Linked DNA regions of Mus musculus: region 1 is linked to region 2. A link is a contact called in public Hi-C data. All regions are on one chromosome and are shown on one strand. Each heading gives the region's core, a stretch centred on a gene start, on an enhancer-like site or on the middle of the called end of the contact. The rest is flanking DNA. Distances are from core to core; before and after follow the strand shown. Region 1 holds the start of Ctns (cystinosis, nephropathic). Region 2 holds the start of Mis12 (MIS12 kinetochore complex component).

The links. A called contact is a pair of places that touch in the nucleus more often than the background predicts.
Region 1: a contact with region 2 is called in a Hi-C map of B cells, with 7 read pairs. The contact joins the promoter of Ctns here to the promoter of Mis12 in region 2. A contact is called at or near these places in 3 of 39 promoter capture datasets (embryonic stem cells, hippocampal neurons and liver), 1 of 484 Hi-C or Micro-C datasets (B cells), 2 of 115 datasets of contacts at active chromatin or transcription factors (astrocytes and stem cell-derived neural progenitor cells) and 1 of 9 other capture datasets (adipose tissue).

The regions. Positions count from the first base shown.
Region 1 is chr11:73,194,688-73,201,451 of GRCm38.p6, reverse strand. It overlaps Ctns (cystinosis, nephropathic), which reads left to right and starts at 2,433. Exons shown (of 11, transcript NM_031251.4): 1 at 2,433-2,534; 2 at 4,735-4,814. The coding sequence starts at 4,754. Shpk (sedoheptulokinase) reads right to left here and starts at 1,970. Exons shown (of 7, transcript NM_029031.3): 1 at 1,772-1,970. The coding sequence starts at 1,933.
Region 2 is chr11:71,017,262-71,024,695 of GRCm38.p6, reverse strand. Mis12 (MIS12 kinetochore complex component) reads right to left here and starts at 5,085. Exons shown (of 3, transcript NM_025993.3): 1 at 4,507-5,085; 2 at 1-146. It overlaps Derl2 (Der1-like domain family, member 2), which reads left to right and starts at 5,393. Exons shown (of 7, transcript NM_033562.4): 1 at 5,393-5,552; 2 at 6,319-6,384. The coding sequence starts at 5,460.

The DNA of each region.
Region 1 (6,764 bases), core at 1,184-3,683, 2.2 Mb before region 2:
AAACCTTGTATTCTGGCTGCATGGGGTGGAACACAAATGTAATCTCAGCTAAGTGAGGAAGATCCAAGTTTGAGGCCAGCAAGACCCTATCTCCTAACAGAGAGAGGCAGGGGGTGGGGGTGGAGAGAGATCAATTTCACAAGAAAAGGGCAATGCCTGAACCCACTGTACTATAATCCTTGGCCCAGCTCCTCACTTCCCCAGGATCAGAGCCAACTTCTCCATGTCGTAATTCATGAAGTCAAATAGTCATTCTAAGATGCCCTGAGGCCCCAACCAAATTAAATGTGAAGGCCTCTGGGAAAATTAGAAGTGATCCCACAAATTGGACTCTGAACCCCCAAAGAACCGAATACAGACCCTTGGCAAGAGCATTTGAGACATGAAGCTCAAATGTGAGGTACTGCACTCAGTCCAAGTTTCTGGCTGGAGGAAGCCTTAGTGGCCACCTAGTTCAGATCAGAGAACAAGTTGAGGCCAAGAAAAAAGTGAGAGGTTACACTCTCACCTTGACATTCATATCTGTGAATTCACTGACTATAAACTGACCCTTTCAGGAAACAAATAGGAATGGAATCTGAGGCCATTCTGATCCTACTTACATCATCTTCCAACAGAGTCCACTGTCTTTAATTCATTGCATTTGTTTTAAAGGTATGTTTGTGTGTGTGTGTGTGTGTGTGTGTGTGTGTGTGTAGTGTGTGTGTGTGTGTGTATATATATATATATATATATATGTGTGTGTGTGTGTGTGTGTAGTGTGTGTGTGTGTGTATATATATATATGTGTGTGTGTGTGTGTGTGTATGTATATGTATATATATGAATGTATGTGTGTGTGTATATATACTGTATGTGTGTGAACATACATAGTATATATGTGTGTGTATATATGTGTGAATATGTATGTGTATATATTTATATAGTGTGTGTATATATGTGTATACATGTATGTGTGTGTGCACACAAACATGTGTGCCCGTCATGGGGCACATGTGGCAGTCAGGGGGCAGCTTTTCAAAAGTCAGTTCTTTCCTTCCATGGTAGGTTCTGAAGGTAGAATTCAGGTGACCAGGCTCACTCAGCAATTGCTATTACTGCTGAGCCATCCTGTGGACCCCTGGAGATGTACTTTTCTATCTTCTAGTTTTCAAAAGCCAGTGGTTGCAGCGTATAATCATCAGTCTGATTCTTTTCTAAAATGTTCATCAGCTTATCTCAGTGTCTCCCCACCTGCTCTGACAACTTTCCTCCAGAGATGCTCAGCAGGGGCTGGAATTCTTTGAGTAACCAAGTGAAATTATCAGTTTACTTGAACTTCAAAGGCATGAGGTAAGCCTAACGCTACGTCTCATTTCCAGAGCACAACCTGCCTAGGGGGTGGGGTCGGAAATGATGCCTGAACTAGAGGGCACAGGGTCATGAGTGGCGAGCGTGATAGTCAGGCCTGTGGTTATCACTTTGAAAGCAAGTCCTCTCGGCGCAAAGTACAAAAAGTGATGGGCGGATAGTAGAGGGATCCAGCGCCATGGTCAGGGGCCCCAGAAAAGCCGGAGAGCGGGAAGATCGGTGCCAGCAGGTGGGAAAGCTCCCTGGGCAAAATCTAACGGCTTAGCTTGAGCTGCAGCAGGCTTTGAAGCCCTAGAGGAAAGGGCAGCAGGCCTTGGAGGTCCGACAGACTGGGCAATCACGGGTACTTCTTCGCGGGAAGGTGTTGCCCGAGATGCCCCCAGGGTCGTCCCGGGGCGGCAGCTCCAGGGCTCTGCCTCACCTGGGGCCCGGCCACCGCGCTCTCAGTCTCTGCCCTCGCAGCCCGGGCGCAGCTCGCCAGCACCACGAACCCGGATGGGAGGCTGGGTGCAGCCTCCAATAGGGCGGCCTTCACGGACGTGGTGCCCAAGTCGATACCGAGAGTGACAGGTCGCGAAGCCATGGCAGTGGTGACAGCACAGCTCGGTGGCTTGAACCGCACGCCGGGGAACACTTCACTCTGGAGGGCAGTAAGGGGGCGGAGCTTCCTTGTCAATCTTTTAACCACTTCTATTGGTCGAGGAAAGCAAACACCACGCGCTCCCCACAGCGGCCTCCGGTGATAGGTGGAGAGACGACAGAAGGCGGGATCTATTGGTCAGAGGTTCCGGGACAGTGCCTGGGGTCCCAGGGTCTTCACCAGGGAGCACAGGGCTTCAAGGAGACAACAGAGACTTCGAGAACCCTGCTTCCCCTACAAGAGACTAGATCGCCCCTCACATCCGAGCCCCTGTCCCTGCCAAGGTGCCTATGCTCTTCCGCCCTTCCACCCTTCCCTCACCCCTACCAAGCGTTATCCTCCTGTATTCGTGAAAACTACAACTTCCAGAGCTCCTTGCACAGGGCTCGCGGCTTCAAGTCAGGTGGTTCAGGTCAGGTGACAGCTGGCCCCTCTTTCACACAAAGTCGGCGGAGCTCAGAGAGTCCTTACACTCCTAAGCGGTTTCTGGTGCGAGATTGTTGCTTTTGGTGAGGTCTGTCCACCAAGCCTGGGAAGCTGTCAGGTGAGAACCATCGCGACCGGGACAGCTACCCCCTTTTCTGGTATGACACCACCCACCCCAACAGACATTAGCCCCGCACCTCAGAGGGGCAACCTACGCTACCAGAGGGGCAGCGCCTGGGTTTCTAGCTTCTGGCCCCAACCCAGGCCCGCACATCTCTAGGTTTTAGGGCCAGGGTGTTGGTGAGCAAAAGCACGGACACCGACTGACAGCTGGTGTTGGTGGCACTATTCAGTATGTGGCGCCGCCTGAATCTGGCTTAGGAATGTGCAGGTAGGTAACTTGGGGTTGGGGGTAAATTCTGCTAGGACCATTCCAGGAGCTCGTGTTGATTCTCCCAGAGAATGAGAGGGTACCTGGATCTTGCCTTTTTCAATAATATTGAGGAAAATAACAATCTATGCTCTGTGAGAGCTTGCTGGGAGCCCTGGGTGGTAATAGTAATAACATTACCTCATTGTTTCTCAACTTTTTGTTATCTTACCAATCCACCTCAAACTTTTAATACAGCTGGTAAGCTCTATTTTTTTTTATTATGACGTTTGGGAGAGAGATAAGCAATTATTACAGCTATTTTTTCAGACCTCCAGAGCCTATTTTAGCCCCTTTGAGAATGTATGCCTTGTATTTCATCTCACTATAATCCTGTGGTGTAACTACCACTGTCCCTGTTTCCCCATTAAGAAACATAGGTTAATAAGTATTCCAGAATCATACAAGTAAATGGGAAACCTGGGACCTAGATAGTTCATCTCCAGGGAACATATTCCTTGTCCAATCTGTACTATCCCTTGAGGAATGTGGGTCTCCCCACTCTCATGGATTATGGCCAATTAGGTCCACGGGGGACAGGGGGCAGTGGGAGCAGAGACAAAGAGTGGTGGGCATGGTTTTGGAAGCCCTGTGAGTGGGTATGGTGAATGACCACTCCAAGACGAGCTTATAAAGTTTGGGGGACTGAAGGTAGGAACATCCAGGATAGTCAAAGGTCATTGGCTGAGGGCTTGAGGTACTGAAATGCCCCATTAGCATGGGGAAGCATTTCGGGAATCTCAGGTGCTCACCGAACAGGTTCTTATGAAAAGGAAGGGAATTGATCCTTAGGAAGGAATCTTGCTAAGGCTATGTGACAGTCATCAGGTAGAGGCCTGTGTTGGGGCTTCGAATTCCCCAGACAAGGTCAGAGGATGAGAAGTTCCACTTATGCCGAACCCATGGGCTATGCAGTCATGGTGGACCTCCACCTTAATTAACAGTTTTCCCACAGAGGAAGCTCCAGGTTATGGACCAAGAGCAGGACTACCTCAGACACCTGACTAAGGGAAGCTGCCACAGGAGATCTCTTGTGGGGGATAGTAGAGGCTCTTAAAAGTGTGCCATCTGATTGAGGTGTAGAAGATGGTAAACACACACACACACACACACACCAGAAGATGGGCATGGCAAGTCTTGTAACTTTGTCTTGTAACTTTTTACAAGCCTAGTTGTGTGTTTGACCAACTGATCTTTTTAGCATAGTAGGCGCCATCGGTTCTAGGTTTCTCCTTCAGAGATGCCTTAGCCTTTAGCACTGGGGAACATTTTGCTGACAGAGTGTTTGAGTTTCACTTGGAAGCAGTCCATATCTTCCAAGAAGTGATATTCATTTGTTTGTTTATTATATAGCATTCTGCCTACATGTATGCCTGCAGGCCAAAAGAGGACATCAGATCTCATTACAGATGGTTGTGAGCCATCATGTAGGTGCTGGAAATTGAACTCAGGACCTCTGGAAGAACAGCCAGTGCTCTGAACCTCTGAGACATCTCTCTAGCCTAAGGTGTTTTTTGTTTTTGTTTTTGTTTTTGTTTTAAGAGAACACTGCCAGTGTTGGTTGGTTGGTTGGTTGGTTGGTTGGTTTTCCTGTTAACTGGCTACAGAAAGCAGCTGAGGGAAAAGTGCAGGCTGTGTTCACATCCTCGGAGTAGGACTTTACACAACCCACGCAGCTGCTCCGAGTGGCTTTGCCCATTACATGAAACATAGATAGGTCCTCTCCGGGTCTCCTTCTCAGAGGTTGTGATGCCTGTGAGGTCAGAGGTGTGGAGGAGAAACCCTTTATGAACTGTCTCCCTGTCATGGGTCAGGGAGCATGTTGTCCATCAAGAGCTGAGCTAATCTAACCTTAACATGCCTCTCTCTTGCTCTTTCTTCCTCCTAGTTCTGAGAAGTCAGAGACCATGAGGAGGAATTGGCTGCTTATTTTGACCCTTTTTCTCTTGATGTTCATAGAGAAGTATGGTAAGTTTAAGACTGCCTTCTCAGCTTTGTAAAAATGAAATAGTGCAAAGAGTAACTTTTTTAATTTATTTAATGCCTCTATTGTATTAATAGTATATTGTCTCAACTTTTCATATCTAGGCATATTGTGATGGGTTTTAATTTTGTTAGGGATGTAATTTTCTTCTCATACTATTTATATAGTGTGATAATTTTTTTTTCAAGAACCAAACTTCAAGGATTATTTGTAAAGAGTAACCTCTTTGTCACCAAAGGTTTGGTACTGTCCAGCAACTGATGGTTGGCCTGCCACTCAAGAGAGGTAGCCAGATCCAGTTCTGGTGTAGGGACATTGTACAAAGAGCCAGATGATCCCAGTCATAGTTGGCATTTTAACCTTGGGTCCCTCTTGCTCTCTTGGTATCAGCACAGGTAACAGTTGGTTCCTTAGTCAGCCTGTATGACTGGCTCTCCGAGTCTCACCAAGCTGAGATAGTATCTGTAAAGAATAGCCTGTGCTTCTGCCCTCTGGACCTTGCAGAAAGGGTGATGGGCCCTGGGAGACACTAGGGAGGCCTTGTACCTAGTTCTCACAGATACAGACACAAGAAAAGTCTACCTGGCCCCACATTGTAAGAGAAAATACTTTTTCCTTAGAGGAGATTGGAACTGGTTACAGCATCCCAAGCCACCCAGAAAGCACACTAGTGGAGCTTACACAGCCTTGTCAGCGGATCCCTTCACATGCTGTTGTCATCCCAGACATCCTTGCAATACCCAAGACATCTCTCCTTCTGTAAATAGCTGTGTTTAGTATTCACAGTGCCCAGACCCATTTTAATCATCAGATAGGTTGTTACTCCAAAGCAAACGTACCTTAAATCCCCTCATTAACAATTTCCAGCAAATCTAGGGCATACCCTAGAAATCCTACACACGTTCCCTGAAGCTGCACACACTGGCTACATCCACCATTATGGTTGTCTGTCCTCTTGATGGCCATGGAATGGCTCATCTGACTAGCTCATTCAGGTTTGGTAACTGTCAGTCATGTTCTTTTGAAGCCACACCTACTGGAGAAGTAATCTTTGAAGAAGGAAAAAAAAAAAAAAAGGCCTCAGACCATGAGGCCTGTCAGACCGTGAGACCTGGCCATGCTACCTTTCTCCAGAGGGATGCCCCAGCCACTCTCAGCCCTCCAGGCTCTACTGAGTCAATCTCTCTGGGAAATGAGTGCATGAGCACATAGGGATTCTGCCTAGGAGATAATGGCAAATCCTGCTTGTACTCCAATTACACAGATGATAGACAGAGACACAGATGAAGGAGGACCACAATAGGGCCTCCATTTTATTCACTTCCTCTCTATGAAGGAGCAGTGGAAGCTACTGTAAAAGTAAGAACCTAGCATTGGAATGGATCCCAGCCTCACTCTGCCAGACTTTTCTTCTCTGTTGGGGGCATCAGCATCAAGGACAACGGATCAACAGAAAGTCCTCCAGAGTTTGTCGTTTCTGACTCTTGGTTTTTTGGTTGGTTGGTTGGTTGGTTGGTTGGTTTTGTTTTTCAAGACAGGGTTTCTCTGTGTAGCTCTGGCTATCCTGGAACTCACTCTGTAGACCAGGCTGGCCTCGAACTCAGAAATCCACCTGCCTCTGCCTCCCAAGTGCTGGGATTAAAGGCCTGCACCACCACCACCCGGCCGTTTCTGACTCTTGAGTGGAGCCTGTGGCAGCTCAGTCTAGTGGTAACAGCCTGGGCTTTGAAGCCAACAAGAGTAGCATTGAGTTCTTGTTCAGTCGTTTCTGGCTCGGGAGGGGGGGGGGGGGGGACTGGGACTCCTTTAGTCTTAGAGGGAGTTTCCTTGATTTAAAATAGGACTGAAATTTACTCATTGCCTATTGTGATAATTATCAAGTGGGGGTTACGAGAATAACAGAAATGGTGGTGTACCTGTAGTCCCAGCACTCT
Region 2 (7,434 bases), core at 3,836-6,335:
TTGCTGTGTCGCCTATGGGTTGGCCTCAAACTCTTTCATTTGTGCCAGGGTCTCATGTAGCTGAAGATGGCCTCAAACTTGGAATGTAGCTTAGGATGGTCTTGAATTTTTGATCCTTCTGCTTCTACCACCAGAATGCTGGAATCCTAGGAGTATAACAAGCCCAACTTTTTATGTGGTACTGGGTTTAGAACCCATTGTCCAGATAAGCACTCTATTGACTTAGTTACATCCTCAACAGTTCCCGTGCTAGTCTAGTTGTCATTCACATTGCATCTCCTTCAATCTTCCTCTATCCCTTCCCCCAACTTTTGCTTTCTTGCTCCCAGTTCTTCCACTTAACTTACTCCCCTATTCCTTTTGGGCCCCATGATCTACCATTTTAATTACCTCATTATAAATGTCCTCAGTTCCGCTATCTTCTACCCCAGCCATCTGATAATAATTCAATGAAATGACCAAGCCTATACCCTCACTTGTTTCAAGGCCCTGAGTGGCATTCCTTTCCAGTGTAAGCATCTACAACCATGTCATCCATTTCCTATGGCCATGGGAGCATTCCTTAGCATTCCCAGGTAAGGGCACTTAATGTAATTTATAAGCTGCTACTTCAACTACCAGATGAATGTTTTAAAGAAGTAACTGAGGGGGAAAAAAAGTATAGCTAGTGATGTGGACAACTTATGAGAAGTCAGAATACAATCACCCTTGAAAATTTATATATATATTGGTTTTAAAACAGAGGTAATAACTATATGGCTACATAAATAAATTTGTTTCTGTAGTGTTGTTCATAGATCATCTCTGGACTGGAAAGAGTTTTACTTCCTGAACACCTCTCACAGATTATGTTCCTACTAAGATTTTGTTTTGTTGACACAGAGCATCACTATGTTACTTAGGCTAGCCTCAAATTTTCAATTTTTCTACCTGAGCCTCCCAAGGAGCAGGATGCTAGAACTATAGTCTTAAATTTTGTGTTGTTGTTTTTAGTCAAGCAGGTATGGCTGACCTAGAACTCACTTTTTATGTGTATGTGCATACATCCATCTGTGTATGGACACATACACATACACGAAGATGTCCACAACAAGCAGAAGGTGTTAGGTCCGCTGGAGTTACAGACAGATGTGAACTGCCAGGTGTAAGTCCTAGGAATCCCACTCAGGTCCTCTGTAAAGGCAGCAAGAGCCCTTAAAACTACAGAGCCACCTCTCCAGCCCCTGCAAACAGTCTAATATACACATGTTACATTTTTATGTCCTTGTCATTCCATATTATTGCGCTCATTTACTTGAATGACTCTGACCACAGTAGTAGAGCAGTTCTATCATATTCACAAATCCCACATAGAGTGCTCATGCTCTTTGTGACAAACACCTCATTGAGTTCTAATACTTTTTTTTTTTATGTTGGAATCTGGATCTGGGCATCATACATGTTAGGTAAAATCCTATCCACCAGCTACATAAATCCCTGACCCTGGTTCAAGCATCTTACTACCAGAAATGTTTAAAAAAAAAAAAATGCTTCTTCTAAGGGATTCAGCCACTCATCTCTCCTCCCTCTCAGCCCACAGCCCACATCTATGCCCTAGCCAACCTTTGGCCAATTTAGTAAGAAGATGCTGTTCCAAAAAGGACAAGAGAAAGGGTGGCACAAAGTCAACCATCCATGTAAAGAAACCCATTCCTCTTCATCAAGAAACCTGGTCAGACTTGTGAGCATACATCAAGGTAATGAGGAGCAGGGCTAAAGCATGGCTCAGCATGAAGTCTACTTGCTGCTCTTGCAGAGGGCCCAGATTTGGTTTCCAGAATCCATCCATAACTCCAGATCTAGGGGATCTAATGTCCTGTTCTAATCTCTTTAGGAGACCAGGCATACTACATGTACATGTAGTGCATATACATACATATAAACAAAACACTCATACACATAAACATATATTTCAAAAATTAAAATTATTAAACAACAAACAACAACATTAGTGGAGATGGAAAAATGACTCAGTAGTTAAGAACTCCAGCTGTTCTTGTATAAGGCCCAGGTTCAGTTCCCAGCACCCACATGGTGGCTCACAACTATCTATACTTCCAGTCCCAGGGAATCCAATCTCTTCTCTGGCCACCAAGGAAATCAGGCACACACATGGTGAGTATATTTACATGCATGCAAAGATAAAAGAAGAGGAAAAAATATATAATAAATAAATAAATAGTGAGGAACCAGATAAAAGCCAGACTATGACACTGAAATAGATTCATGATTTCTTTATGATTTTGTCCTTGATACTCCAATATAAGATTCTGCAGGCTCAGCTAAAGATATGTTTCACTGGCAAGCCACAAGGATAAAATTAATGACAGTTCATATCAAGGCACAATATTCTTTGGCAATCCACTCTCCTACCTTCAAACCACCTAGGGCTACATTTGCAGAAGCTCTCAAATAGTAACAATAATGGTAACGACTGATCTCCTACTCTTAACTATTTCTACATTACTTCATCCTCTTGTGGATCTGTTTTGTGATACAAGTTTGCATGATCCTTTAACGCCAAACATTGCACAGATCTATAAATCAGGGATACATTTAAGAGACTTTGTTGGGAACAAAGTCAGAAACATGTCATATGATATGACCTTAAAGTCAGAAGAGTCTGCATTATAATTGGAATAAACTTTTAAAATTCTTATTTGGCAGTTCCTTTATCAGACCTCATCCATTTAATTTTGTCTTTTGTTTACTCCTCTCTATTCAGTCAGTAGGTCATCTGAAAATATTCAAGTCTTTCAGTTTTATACAATAATTTTTTGGTTTGTTTGTTTTTCGAGACAGGGTTTCTCTGTATAGCCCGGGCTGTCCTGGAACTCACTTTGTAGACCAGGCTGGCCTCCAACTCAGAAATCTGCCTGCCTCTGCCTCCCAAGTGCTGGGATTAAAGGCGTGCACCACCACACCCGGCTATACAATAATTTTTGAAAGAGTTGATTTTATTGTTTATGTGTATATGCCTTTATATGCACATGCCACATGCATGTATGTGCCCCTGGAGGCCAGAAGTGGGTGTCAGACAGGCTGGAGCCAGGGTTATACTGAACATGCGCTGTAATGCAAACTCAGGTCTTCTGGAGAAGCAGTCTGGGCTTTTTACTGTTGAGCCATGACCACCTACACACAAGAACCACCTTTTAGACACTGTGTTATAAGAGAACAGCTACTCAAGACTACAAAATTTAAGTGGAACGTGTATTCTGTGTCCATGTCTTCACTCACCTTGGTTATGAGACTAATTCATTCCTCACTACTCTAACACAATGACAAAGTCATCTAAGTAGGGCGATGTGGTTATTTAGTTATCCCACCAAAGGACGCAACCTTAGCATCATCTGTTCTTGTATAATCAACGTTACAAGTTTGAGTTTATAAGGATATTTTTTTTGCTCCTAACTGATGGGTTAGAAAACTGGTTTTGCATATGTAGAACTATGCAAGAAAAACATCCTTTATATTTCAAACTAGGGTCTCAAAACAGGTCTTCATTTTCACTTTAACTGCTAGGAGCCTTGGAGGTATTAATTGATCTTCTAATCATAACAGATGGATGATGGAGATTTTTCTATACTAACTTCTGGGGGACTTGTTACTTTATTTGCATGTATAATGTCACTAAAGATTGCCAAAACATTCTCAGAATATCTAAGCTGTTTTACACTCACTTGGAGTAGACCAGAACTTCTTGTATCTACCAATACTCTAACTTTTGTGAATTTGGTAGTCATAAACTTGTTTTTCTTCCCTATAGAGCTAAGAGTATTCCCAGGGCCTTTGTACATACCAGTACGCACTCTAGCACGAGATTCCCAGACCCACACTGTATTTTGAAGACTAAGACCATATGGCTTCGCATACTGTTTGGACACTGAAACTACCTCCACCTTCCACCTTCACATATGTTGTTTCTATTGAGATGACTTTCCTAAAGACTGTATTTTCATTATCTGAATAGATTGGTCATCTGTTACAAATTACCCAATCAACTGACCACTTGCACCCTATAATTCTCTTAAGTTTGCACTCTAACTTTGCCTCCAAGTTTTCACCATTCCTGGATTGATGCGCCATGATTACATAACCAAATACCTACATCCAAACTTCCAGTTTTGAGAAAAGTTCCAATGTTGCCTTTTCTCTGTTGGACACTGCCAATGCTATAATGAGGCAGTAGCTATAAAGATGCAGTTTTACCAACAAGTTGCTAAGACCACTCCCCAGTGTTTGCTCCCATTCTACGTTGTCCACACTGGCCTAGAACTTCAGGATGGAACAAATCCTCTGGCTTCAGCCTTCAGAGTGGCTAGGAGCCACAGGTCGGTTCAACTACTTTCAGCTTTCTAGTCTTCCTTCTAAATGCCATTCTCTCCAACTTTTTACTTGGTTCCTACCAGTCTTGACGGTCGCATTTTTTTGTCCCACAATTTTTAAAGCTTCTTTATAACTTACTGAACACGTCTGCCACGGTCAGGATAGTCTTTGCTCCAGCCCAATCTAATTCTATTTTCTTTCCTTCAAGTAAGCATGCAGTAGGCGCAGATTCCAGAGCCAGTTCGAATACACATCCCTGAAGAACCGCCTCCGCTTTCCCTTCATCTACCGTCTCTTCTCTGCTAGATTAGAGTTCCTGCGGCTGAAGATAAACATGAGAGGTCCTCACACCGTCTCGACGAATGTAATGGACTTCAGAGCCTACGACCGCCACAGACAAGGCCCAGAAACCGCAGAACGGGAAGCGCTTCCTTCAGCTCCAGCTCCCGTACTACCCCGCGGCCGCGATGCATGCCGGGAACTCTAGGTCTCCGTACCCAGGCCGGCCAGACCGGAGGGATTCCCTACAGAACGCTCCGCCGCCCCGACGCCACTCCTCGGTCCCGCCCTTTCCGCTCCTCCTCGGAGAGCACACAGCCCCTACCGAAGCGATCCCGGGAGTGATGGATTCCGCCCCACACCGGCTTCCCGCCACTTCCTTCAAGCTACACTCAGCGGCTGGAAGAAGGCGGTAACACCGGCTCCTCCGAATCGACTGAGACCTGCCTCTGCGAACGAACGCCAAGGCGGGCTGGATCGCACTCCTGATTGGCTAGCCGTGGGTCAAAAGGAGCCACTGCGATTGGTAAAAGGAAGGCGACAAGGAGGGAAAGCTAGCTGTGGCCGGCAGGGATTGGCGGACGGAACTGGTCCTTCTCTCTGCGTTGGTAGGCGGAGAAGTAAGGATGGACCGACGCAGAGGCGCAACTCTTGATTGGTGGGTGAGCGGCCCCAAGGCGCCAGCGATTGGTGGCTGTCCGAGTACGCAGCGCTGATTGGACAGGAGTGGGTAGGCTGAAGGCCAGCTTTGAGTCCGCCCCGCCGCCTGGCATACTGGCGGAAGGGGAAGGGGGGCAGGCGCGGTGGGAAAGATGGCGTACCAGAGCCTCCGGCTGGAGTACCTGCAGATCCCGCCGGTCAGCCGCGCCTATACTACCGCCTGCGTCCTCACCACCGCGGCCGTGGTGAGCAGCTGTGGCGCCACATCCTCTTTTTCCAGGCTAGCTATGACTGCGTCTTCAGAAAACGGGTTTGGGCCGCGGAGAAGCCCAGTGGGTCTGGTCCCAGGGGTGGGTGGAGACATCCGGAGCTGACTCTAGGGTTTGGGATATTCCCAAGGGTGCCAAGCCAGTGACCTGAGAAGGGTGTGCCCCTTCGTGAAGGGCCAGGTCAGTTTCAGACAAATGAAATCCAGACCTGTAGTGAATCAGAAGTGCGGGAGCCGCCCACCCAAAAATGTGTCTGAGAGGTCCAGGTGACTAGTGGGAGTGAGGTCCGCTAGGTTCACAGACTATTATATTGAGTATAGAAATCTCGAGCTATCTGGAAACATCTTTCAAAAGACGGCCTATGGATATAAGTGTCTGGCCGCTTGTACCTATCCCTAATGGTAGCAGGGTCTTAGTTAAACCCCTTATTCCGAGTTGTCTCACCTAGCTGAGGTGGTGACCACGTGACGCACAGATTTGTAAAAGATGCTGTTGGCTTGTCTCTAAAATATGCTCACCCGCCTGCCTTATAGCATCCTCAAATATTGCAACATCAAACTGACATTGTGTGTTTATACAAAACGGTTGTGCAAATTCTAAAGAATCTCTTACCAGCTGTCACAAGCAAGACAGAAATGTATTCCAAGGGACAGAAATGATTAGATCTACTCATCCTTCGTGGTTCATGATGAAATTTTGTTTTGCGGTTGATCGGCTTCAAGAAGCTCTTTTTCCATTTCAGCAGTTGGAATTGATCACACCTTTTCAGTTATACTTCAATCCTGAATTAATTTTTAAACATTTTCAAGTAAGTGGTCTATATAGCAACTGTGATTAATGTTTTCATTATCTTTTTTTTTTTCGTATCGTTTAGTAAGTAGTAAATCCTGTGAAATAGAGTCTCAAAAAAAATAACCCAGTAGGGGAATCTCTGATTACAGGTCTTTTTGAGATGTAAAGAGGGCATTCCACAGCCTGGTTGGACTCTAGAATGGTTTGAGAGCTGCTAAGTATTTGGGAACTCCTTATATACCAAACTAGAGTTGCCAGGGGGGAGCCAGGTGCAGACAGAGCAAGCAGGAGGATGGCAGGTGCTGGATAAGCTTGAGCTAGAGAGAGAGAGAGACTGTCTTAAGAACATAATTTTTAGTGTGTCTTTGATGTGTTGAGATTTTATATTTGACTACAACTAGTTAAGAACTAATGTGGCCATAGTCCCAGCAGTCAGGAACCTGAGCCCACCTTGAACTACATACCAAGGAATTGTCTCAACACACAAACAACAGGAACAACAACCAACAACGACAACAACAGTAATAATAATGTGATCTGAGAATAGACTGATGAGCTGGCTGCCCAGGGAGTTTCACAGGATAGCCAGCCTTATTTTGTGTTTTTTCCACCCAGACACACCTACCTACCACTGTTGTTAGTCCTCTTGGGCCAGCTCATAAACTCAGTTCTGGTACAACTTTAACATTGATCTGTCTTCTAGAAGTCAGATTATCCTAACAAAAGTCTTATACCATTATCTAAAAGAGAATGTGACTTTCCAGATTATAGTTTGAAGAAGTCTTTTTTCCAGTAATTAAAATGCTAAAGAGATGTGTGTTTTCGTGCCAGGATGGTCATTTACACTCTAGGTGAAGTGGCTGTAATTCTGCTTTGTTGATGCTTTCCCCTGTCCCAGATGTGTTACACTCCCCTTGTACCGTTGAACTCTAGCTTGCCTTTCAAGATTCAGCTTTTGTGTAACCTCAGATACTTTATCTGTTAGAGCCTCTCTCACCTGTCAGTGTCCTCACTAGGATGAGAATTCTATAAACTCTGGATTGTTTGCATGTGAATAGAATGCTGG